2 separate regions of the Mus musculus genome follow, and region 2 is linked to region 1. A link is a contact called in public HiChIP or PLAC-seq data. All regions are on one chromosome and are shown on one strand. The core of a region is the stretch at or near the end of the contact, and the rest is flanking DNA. Distances in the headings are between cores, read along the strand shown. Region 1 overlaps Klhl7 (kelch-like 7). Region 2 holds the start of Agap3 (ArfGAP with GTPase domain, ankyrin repeat and PH domain 3).

Region 1 (4,297 bases), core at 748-3,247:
TTATAAGAGCAGCCTTGGTTATAGTGTCTGTTCATACTATTGTTTCACAGCAACAAAATCCTAAGACACATCTAAATTGTTAGAAATCCAAATTTGACAGGAGGAAACCCCCTGGAGATCTTGGCTGCAGACAAGAAGAAAGAAATCAGCAAGACCAAGAAGGCATGTGATTTATATGCTGGCTCCTCTACATGGGAATAGCTCTGAGACTGGCTGAGACTTAAATGTCCATATATTTCCATAAATCTTGTTGGCTACAGCATCCTCATGACTTTTTATTACATGCCATCTTTTCATATCGCATGGATGGAGATTTATATTGAAGCTTGCTTATACACTCCAAACTAACTTAAGAAAGATATCTTTCACTATCTCAAACATGGAGCAGAGAACTATCTTTAACTGATATGTGCATAGTGTACATTTCATATGTGTTAATGTAGAAATGTGTATTACTTGTGAAAGTTTATGTGTTTTCAGAGAAAAAGGACCAGACACCAATGAAGACAAAACAAATAGCCCAGGTGATCCAGCCTCACATACTGCCTCAACTGCTGTTTCATCAAAACTTCCACTATTTATTAACTACCCAGTTCATGACAGTGTTTTACCACAGCAAAAAGCAGACTGAAATAGTAACTTTGTTTAAATCCCCCCTAAGACATTCTAGAGGGTTTAGTTTATTCTTTCATATTTATTATAGCATTTCATCTGACCTATGTTATCTTCAGTTATGATATGAATTATGCTTGTTGTCTTAGTTTGAGTTTCATTGCTGTGAAGAGACACTATGACCACAGCAACTCTTATAAAAACATTTAATTTAGTCTGGCTTACAGTTCAGAGGTGTAGTCCGTTATCATTAAGGTAGAAAACATAGTGGCACACAGGCAAACACCATGCTGAAGATGGAGCTGAGAGGTTTACATCTGGATCCACAGATAGCAGAAGGGGCCTGACTGTGTGTGTCACTGGGTGTAGCTTGAATATATATAACCTCAAAGCCTGCCTCCACAGTGAAACAATTCCTCCAACAAGGCCACACCTACTCTAACAAGGCCACACTTTCCAATAGTGCCATTTTCTACCATCCAAGCATTTAAACGCAAGTGTATGAGGCATACCTATTCAAACCACTACACTTGTTAAAATAAATTGCTACCTTAGTTACAGTTCACTGCTATGAAGAGATACTATGACTAAAGCAACTTAGAGAAGAAAGCATTTATTGGGAGCTTGCTTACAGTTTCAGAGGATTAGTCCTTTAGCCCTTTATTTAAAAAGACAACAGCCAAGGCATGGGGCAGGCGGGCAGAGATGGGACCTGGTGTGGGCTTTTGAAATCTCAGAGCTCACTCCCTTTGACACTATCCTCCAACAAGGTCACACCCATTCCAACAAAACCATACAATTCATTCATTCATTCATTCATTCATTCATTCATTCATTCATTCATTTATGGGTTTTGGGTATTTTGGAGGTTTTTTTTTTTGTTTTGTTTTGTTTTTTTCCTGTAGCCCTAGCTGTCCTGGAACTCACTCTGTAGACCAGGCTGGCCTTGAACTCAGAGATCCACCTGCCTCTGCCTCCCGAGTACTGGAATTAAAGGGGCAACTACTTCCCAGAAAAGCTATACCTGGTAATCCTTTCCAAATAGTTCTACCAACAGGGAACCCAAGAATTCAAACATAAGCCTATGGAGACCATTATCTTTCAAACATTCCACTCCCTGGCCCCCATAGGCTTGTAGCACTATCATAATGCAAAATGCATTCAGTAGAACTTTAAAAGTCCCCACAGTCTTTCAGTTTTAAGACTGCTTAAGGTTGTGGTCGCTTCGCCGAAGTCCGCGGCTCGAAGAGCCGGCTCCGTCGCTTCCCGTCGCCATGAAGTGGATGTTTAAGGAGGACCACTCTCTGGAACACAGATGCGTGGAATCCGCGAAGATCAGAGCGAAGTACCCCGACCGAGTTCCGGTGATCGTGGAAAAAGTCTCGGGCTCTCAGATTGTTGACATAGACAAGAGGAAGTACTTGGTCCCCTCTGACATCACTGTGGCTCAGTTCATGTGGATCATCAGGAAAAGGATCCAGCTTCCCTCCGAGAAGGCCATCTTCCTGTTTGTGGACAAGACAGTCCCACAGTCCAGCCTAACTATGGGACAGCTTTACGAGAAGGAAAAAGAGGAAGATGGATTCTTGTATGTGGCCTACAGCGGAGAGAACACTTTTGGCTTCTGAGGCCCTTGCTGGGCTAGGTGCGCCCTTCCTGCTTGTGTCTCTTGTAAATAACTGGCTGTTCTCAGTTACTCTGCCAGAGCCTCCACACAGACCTACTAGTGCATTTGTAACTGGATTTATTTCTTAATATATTGGAAGGTTTTGTTTCCTTAGATTAGTAAATTATCATACAGAGTTTTATTTTCAGTTTTCTTTTTGTGCACTGTCCTCATGGCTATTTGCTCCAGGGAACCTGTCCTCTGGGAATCATATTTAATGAAGATATTTCCGTAATGAAGGGAGGTAGGTGTGGTGGTAAAGGGAAAAGGAGGGGCTGATGCATAGTTCTGGATTATGTTGAAAGTGTTAGATGGCTAAGTATTAAAAGCACCCAGATTAAATCCTTAGCAATCAGAACACTTGCTTCACTAGATTTTGCCAACTGCAAATCATGTTGGACTGAGCTAATCTGTTCTTCTTTCTGAGACTATTAAGGTAAATAATTAACAATAAAGCCTCCTTATAAAGGCAAAAAAAAAAAAAAAAAAAAAAAAAAAAGACTGCTTAAAAGTCCAAAATCTCTCGGAAACTCAAGGTAATCTTTTAACTGTAACCTCCTGTAGAATCAAAAAGCAGATCATATACATCCAACATATAATGGCACAGAATAGTCAATTCTAAAAGCGAAGAAAGGCATAGTAAGGAAATACTGGATCAAAGTAAGTTTGAAAACCAGTAGGGTAAACTTCAAACCAGTATCTCTATGTCTGATGTCAAAGTGTATATTAGATGCCTCTTCCAGCTTTGCTGACTGTAGCACACTTCCCTCGTGTTCTACATCCTGTCTGCACCCCTACTTAGCCAGCATTCCCTGGCTCTGGCATCTCTGAGAGCTTTCTTAGGGGTCTTCAATGCAATCCGGTTCATCTTCATGGCTTCATACAATGGCCTCTCTGGGTCTCTATGCTCAAACTCCCCCTGCCACCAGCCTAGCCTTCACAGCTTTCTTGAACTGCAGAAGAAGGTTCCACGCCACTTTCATGTATATGCCTTGAAAAAAAACAGAACTAGGTGGCTGATCCCGCCCATTTCTTCTGCTTGCTGGGGACAGGAGCGGAATCCCCTCTTTAACTTACATTTGACTTGCTGATGACTTTCGGGTTACAAGATTAACTGGGTGCAGCCTCACCCTAAGGGTACCAATTCCTGTATTCTATTTTGAATCCAACCTTTCTTTAAACTTCATATCTCCTGGAGCACAAGACTTGGTTCCAGTATTACACTTCCTGCTGCGCTTTTTCTCCTCAAACTGTACATTTTGTATTTCTCTTGCCGAGTTTGCTTCTTTTCATTTTGTTAAGTTTCAAAACTAGGACAAATGGCTGATGTGCTTGCCATTTAATGTGAAAATGAACCTGGCCTCCAAGTTCTCCTTATCATCCCCCAGTCCCTACCTGTTAAGGGCATGACTGGCATAGCTTACCCTCTTACTCTGAATAATCTAGCTCAGGGGCCCTGCCCTTCTCCAGAGGCTCTCCTACCCTTCTCCCAACATGATTCAGGGTCATAACCCCTCTGGACTCTCCCAGATGTATCTGCCTCTGGCTATACTCTCTCTTTAGCTACAATAAACTTTCTCCTCCACCATAGCTAGGAGCAGTCCTGTCTGGTCCTGCCAAATACTGTAACAAGGTCTGAGAGATTCTGAGAGAATCTGGAGGCCATGTCCAATTTTACATTAAATAGGAACACCTCAGCTATCTGTCCCAAGTCTGAAACTTAATACATAATACATCTGAATAAGACTGATTACTAATAACTCTGTGACAGTCACTACACTAAGCTGCCTTGAAATCTCCTCTGCCAATGACATTGATCCAAAACACTTCAATTTGACCTCTGATAAAATTTTAGGACAATGGCAAAAAGTAGCCATGTTCTTTGCCAAAACAGCACTATAGTTGTTAGGCCACTTGCTAATATTCATCCCCTCCTGAAACCTCCTGAGCAGGGCTCCACACTGCCCTCATTACTACTGTTCTCAATGCTCCTACTAGGATGGCCTATTAAGCCATACT
Region 2 (4,297 bases), core at 1,120-3,619, 330 kb before region 1:
AACGGGGAAGTTGCTCTGGGGGAAGGCTCTAGAAAAACGCTGCCTATCATGTTTTACTTAGGACAGAGATCAAAACCGGCCCAAGTACTTCCTGGGACCATGACTCGAACAGAAGATGCCCAATCTGGTATGTGAGTAGGGATGACTGAGGTCGTTAATAATACTGATAAACAGGAACTAGGTGCAGAGCCTGCTCAGCCTGTCTGCTCCCTACTCTTGAAAGTCTCTGGACAGCTGATCCCCCAATACATACTTTCTCTCTCTCTCTCTCTCTCTCTCTCTCTCTCTCTCTCTCCCTCCCTCCCTCCCTCCCTCCCTCCCTCCCTCCCTTCCTCCACACACACACTGGTGGCTGCACACACACACACTGGTGGCTGTCCAGTAAATTGCTTCAGCCTCCTAAAAAGGCACGGGAAATCATCTTGGGAGTTGATGAGGAACTTGACACTTCCTCTAGGAACAGGGAAGCTCAGAGAACAGTCTCTTCCGGCCTCACCCTCTGAATCTAAGGGAAAAAACCCCACCTCATCTCTCCTGAAGACCCTGGGCTCACACTAATGCTACCTCCCAATCCCCAGCATAGCAGTGATGCCAAGTCATTTACTCAAATCCATGTTAATGAGTTTTTTCTGTCACCTAATTAGTTCACAGTGAACTCTGCCTTGAAAGGAAAGAGAAGAAAACAGGCTGGGAAAAGATCAAAAGGAAGACAGCTGGGAATGTTACAACAAAGGGGCCCAGATCTAAAGGTGGAGGGGGGCTCTACTCACAAAAGATCAGAGACTCATCAGCAATGGGTACCTCAAAAAAGCAAAACAGGCCTGTTCAAGTACAGATGGCTCCAAAGCCTCACACTAGATGGGAGCAGGATCTAAATTGAAGGACCCAAGTAGTGGACATGCCCTTCCTAATTCCAAGTCAGCAGCAACTAGCCTTGCTCCCTGCATTGCCACTAAGGCGGAACCCACCACCTGCTGGTGGGCGTCCCCCTTCAAGCAGAGTTGGAAAAAGAAGCAGATGGACCAAGGCGAGGCCCATCTGTCCAAGCTTGCTAGAAGGTCAACACTGCCACTGGGGTGCCTGTTGCTACTGCCAGCCAGCCTCCACTACACCAAAGGTTGTGGGGCTTCTTGCCAGCAGTGTGCCCCCCAATTAACGTGCCTTTCAGTTGCCAGGGTTCAGGCCCATGTGCCCACAGAAAGGAACATTAGTAGGAGCAGTGCATGGCCTGAGGTTTACAGTCCCCCTACATCCAGGCCCGACCTCCCTGGAGGTCAGTCAGCATCCTGACATCCACATGGATGCCTGGGGGTTAGAAGGGACTGGCAAGCGCAGAGGGTTCATCCAGAGTCTCCCACGCGGCCACAGCTCCCCAGTCCTGCACCCAGGCCAGGCCCGCGCCCGCCCGACCGCAGAAGCGTGGGGGTGGGTGTGCGTCGGGAGAGGGCGCCGCGGGGAGCGCCACCCTCCAAAGCCTGCAGGAGAGGCCCAGGAAGGCTGCCATCCACTAACCCAAAGCTCTCTCTGATCCTCCACCCCTACAGCCCGGCTGGGCCAGGGCAGCTGCTAAGATTACTCTCAGGCATTAGCCCCACCTTCACGACCCACCAAGGTCTTCCGTCGCACCCAGCGAGCCTGACCGTGCCTAGCCAGATGTGGCCCCAGGCCCTCCCGGTCTTTGGCGACTCAGCGCATCAGTCCTTGGAGCGACAACCATCTTCACATCCCAGGTCACGGAGGAAAAAAAACAAAAAACAAAAAACGTGTCCACTGACACTGGACCGAGCCCACCGCCCCTAAAAAAAAGTGTTCCTGTATGAGACATGGAAAAACCTGGACTAGGGTTCTGCAGTGGGGGTTAGCAAACCGTGAACCTCAGCTCCATAAGACCCCTGAGCGCCAGAAAGGGGCAGGGCCGAGGCCGTGAAGGACCCTCGCCCCCCACCCGCCACCGGCCAGCGCTGCAAAGGCCACCGCGTCTCAGCTCCCGCAGGCCCCCGGCTCCGCTCACCCTCGATGGAGATGACGTGCTCCCGGATCTGGTTCTGCAGCGCCAAATCCTCGATTCGCTCGATCAGGTCGTAGATGGCGTAGATGTTGGGGTGTACCGACTCGAAGCGTTGGATCTCGGCTCGGATAGCGGCCGAGTTGGAGAGCGCGAACTGCTGGGGGGGGCCGCCAGCCAGCTGCTGCGAGGGGCCGCCACCCCCGGCTCCGGGCCCCGCGCCGCCGAACTGCCCGCCGCCCCCCGCGCCGCCGCCGCCGCCGCCGCCGGTCCCCGGAGCCGCCAGGCTCTGCTGCTGCTGAGGACTCTGGCCCCCGCCTGCCTGGAAGTTCATGGCTCCGGAGGCGCGGGCCCCGAAGCGGGCCCAGCCAGGGCCTGGGGCGGCGCGGCGGCGGCGGCGGCGGCAGCGACCAGGCGCGCGGGGCTGGCGGAACCCTAACTACTAAGCGCGCGGCGCCGGTCTAGCGCATGAGGCCCGGAGCCGAGGCCAGAAGGCGCGGCCGCGCACGCTGGGGCCGCCGCCCGGCGTTTACCCGCGCTGAGATCCCGCCGCCTCGGAGCTGCCTCCAGCGGCAACAACAACGGGACCGGGAGCGCGCGGCCCGGGCCCTCCCCCCGCGTCATGCGCACGCACCGCCGCCCCCGCCGGCTCCGGCACACGCAGCCTAGCCCCCTCCCAGCCGCCCCCGCCCCTCCAGCGTCGCCCTGCGCCCCCGCCCCTCCTCTCTCGCAAGCGCCTTAGCCTCCACCCCCAAGAACCGCGTGCTGGCCGCGACGCGCGGCCCCACCCACCCGCGTAGGCCCTTCCGCCCGCTAACCCGCCCCAAAGCTAGACAGAAGCCTCGAGGGCCTCCCGCCTGGGGACACGATCACGCTGTCCCCACGTCCGGCCAGCTGTCATTGCTACCTCTCTACGTCGCTCTAGGCCCGTGTGGAATCCTTGGGCTACTCAGAACTGTTCTCTGTGCCTGAGGGTGCTGATAAGTGGGACTGATTGGCGGAGAAGCTCGCCCAGGGGCGCCACCCTCTTTCTTTTAGTGCTGCAGCAGCTCCTCTGTCTCCAGGCCTCGAGGTCAGCCCTAGGGATCTTGCCAGGGTTCTCTTCCCTGGCTCTCTGCCCCCGACCCCGGCCCCCGGGCCCCCAGTCTCCACTGTCGACTGCACCTGAGAGACTGGGACGGGCTCCCCGTTCCTATGTCCAGTTCTCTCTGAGAGTTTCACTCAAGAGACCCTGCAAGCTTGAAACAACAGCGTCCCAATTCTTATCTCCCAGTGACAGCCCTCTCCCAAAAGACCCTCCCTGCCATACTGAAAAGGGCCCATTGGTTCATTACAGAAACTCAGCAGAACCCACATGGGTCTCATAATTTTTCTTGACAGACCTTGTCTTTTCTTGATAGACCCTGTCTATCCTATGCCTTCCTAGGGCCAGAGATCACCCTTCAGTGTCCCAGTTCTTCTGTATTCCCATTATCAAAGTTGTCTTCAGCTGTGTTAACCCACATCCCCAACACAGATCCTCAAACCTGGAGGTGGCATGTGCAAGGGAATGACCCTGTGGAATAAATCTGCTAGAGGATGCCAGGTATCATGATGTACACGTTAGCCCAGCACAGGGGCCATACAGTAGGAGGATTAGTTCAAGGACAGCCTGAGCTTAATAGGGAGTTCAAAGCCAACCTGGGCTATATATGACCTTTTTTTAAAAAACAAACAAACAAAAAACCCAAAACCAGCTGAATCTGAGTACATGACTAAAGTCCTGGCGTTAGGAAGGCAGAATCTAGATCACCAACTCTGTCTCAAAAATGAAAAGCAACACTAGGCAGTGGTGAGGTGCACACCTTTAATCCCAGCAGAGGCAGGGGCAGCAGATCCATGAGTTGAAGACCTGCTAGGGCTACACAGAAAAACCCTGTCACAAGAAAAAAAAAAGTCTTATTATGTCTGAAATAATTATGCTATGTCAGGCATAAATGTTTCAAGGTTTGTATAACCCTCATCTAACTTTGATGTAGATTATGGTCTTTGTGCATTTTGCCTTTTAACTCTGTACCCCTGAGCTTGGACACCAACAGACTTCAGAGATGAAAAGCAACTCTTGGTCTGACCATTAATAAAAACTTAAAACTTTTAATTAACTTAATCAACATAGTAATCAATATGACCTTAAGGGGTCAGTTCACCATTGATACATGTCCTGCAGACCTCTCTGCTGAGCCTTACTAACCCTCCTGGGCAAATGCTCTACACATAGCTCTATATGTGTATGGTGTATCCCCTGTGTGTGTA

Evidence for each region. HiChIP or PLAC-seq counts read pairs in DNA pulled down with a chosen protein or histone mark.
Region 2: an H3K27ac HiChIP or PLAC-seq map of microglia shows a contact between it and region 1, with 5 times the contacts expected there. The contact joins the promoter of Agap3 here to the enhancer-like site in region 1. A contact is called at or near these places in 2 of 39 promoter capture datasets (the SN4741 cell line and neural stem cells), 3 of 484 Hi-C or Micro-C datasets (embryonic stem cells and stem cell-derived motor neurons), 5 of 115 datasets of contacts at active chromatin or transcription factors (embryonic stem cells, extraembryonic endoderm stem cells, memory CD8 T cells and 1 more) and 1 of 9 other capture datasets (embryonic stem cells).

The regions. Positions count from the first base shown.
Region 1 is chr5:24,116,256-24,120,552 of GRCm38.p6, reverse strand. The region is part of intron 1 of Klhl7 (kelch-like 7); the gene reads right to left. It also overlaps the pseudogene Gm3724. Among named protein-coding and RNA genes, the nearest start is that of Klhl7, 18 kb to the right of the region's middle. Within about 2 kb of position 1,997, at least 3 of the 459 cell types and tissues checked have an H3K27ac peak or open chromatin away from gene starts, as enhancers often do. A contact at or near this core is called in microglia, where this site is marked.
Region 2 is chr5:24,450,249-24,454,545 of GRCm38.p6, reverse strand. It overlaps Agap3 (ArfGAP with GTPase domain, ankyrin repeat and PH domain 3), which reads right to left and starts at 2,369. Exons shown (of 18, transcript NM_139153.2): 1 at 2,012-2,369. The coding sequence starts at 2,339.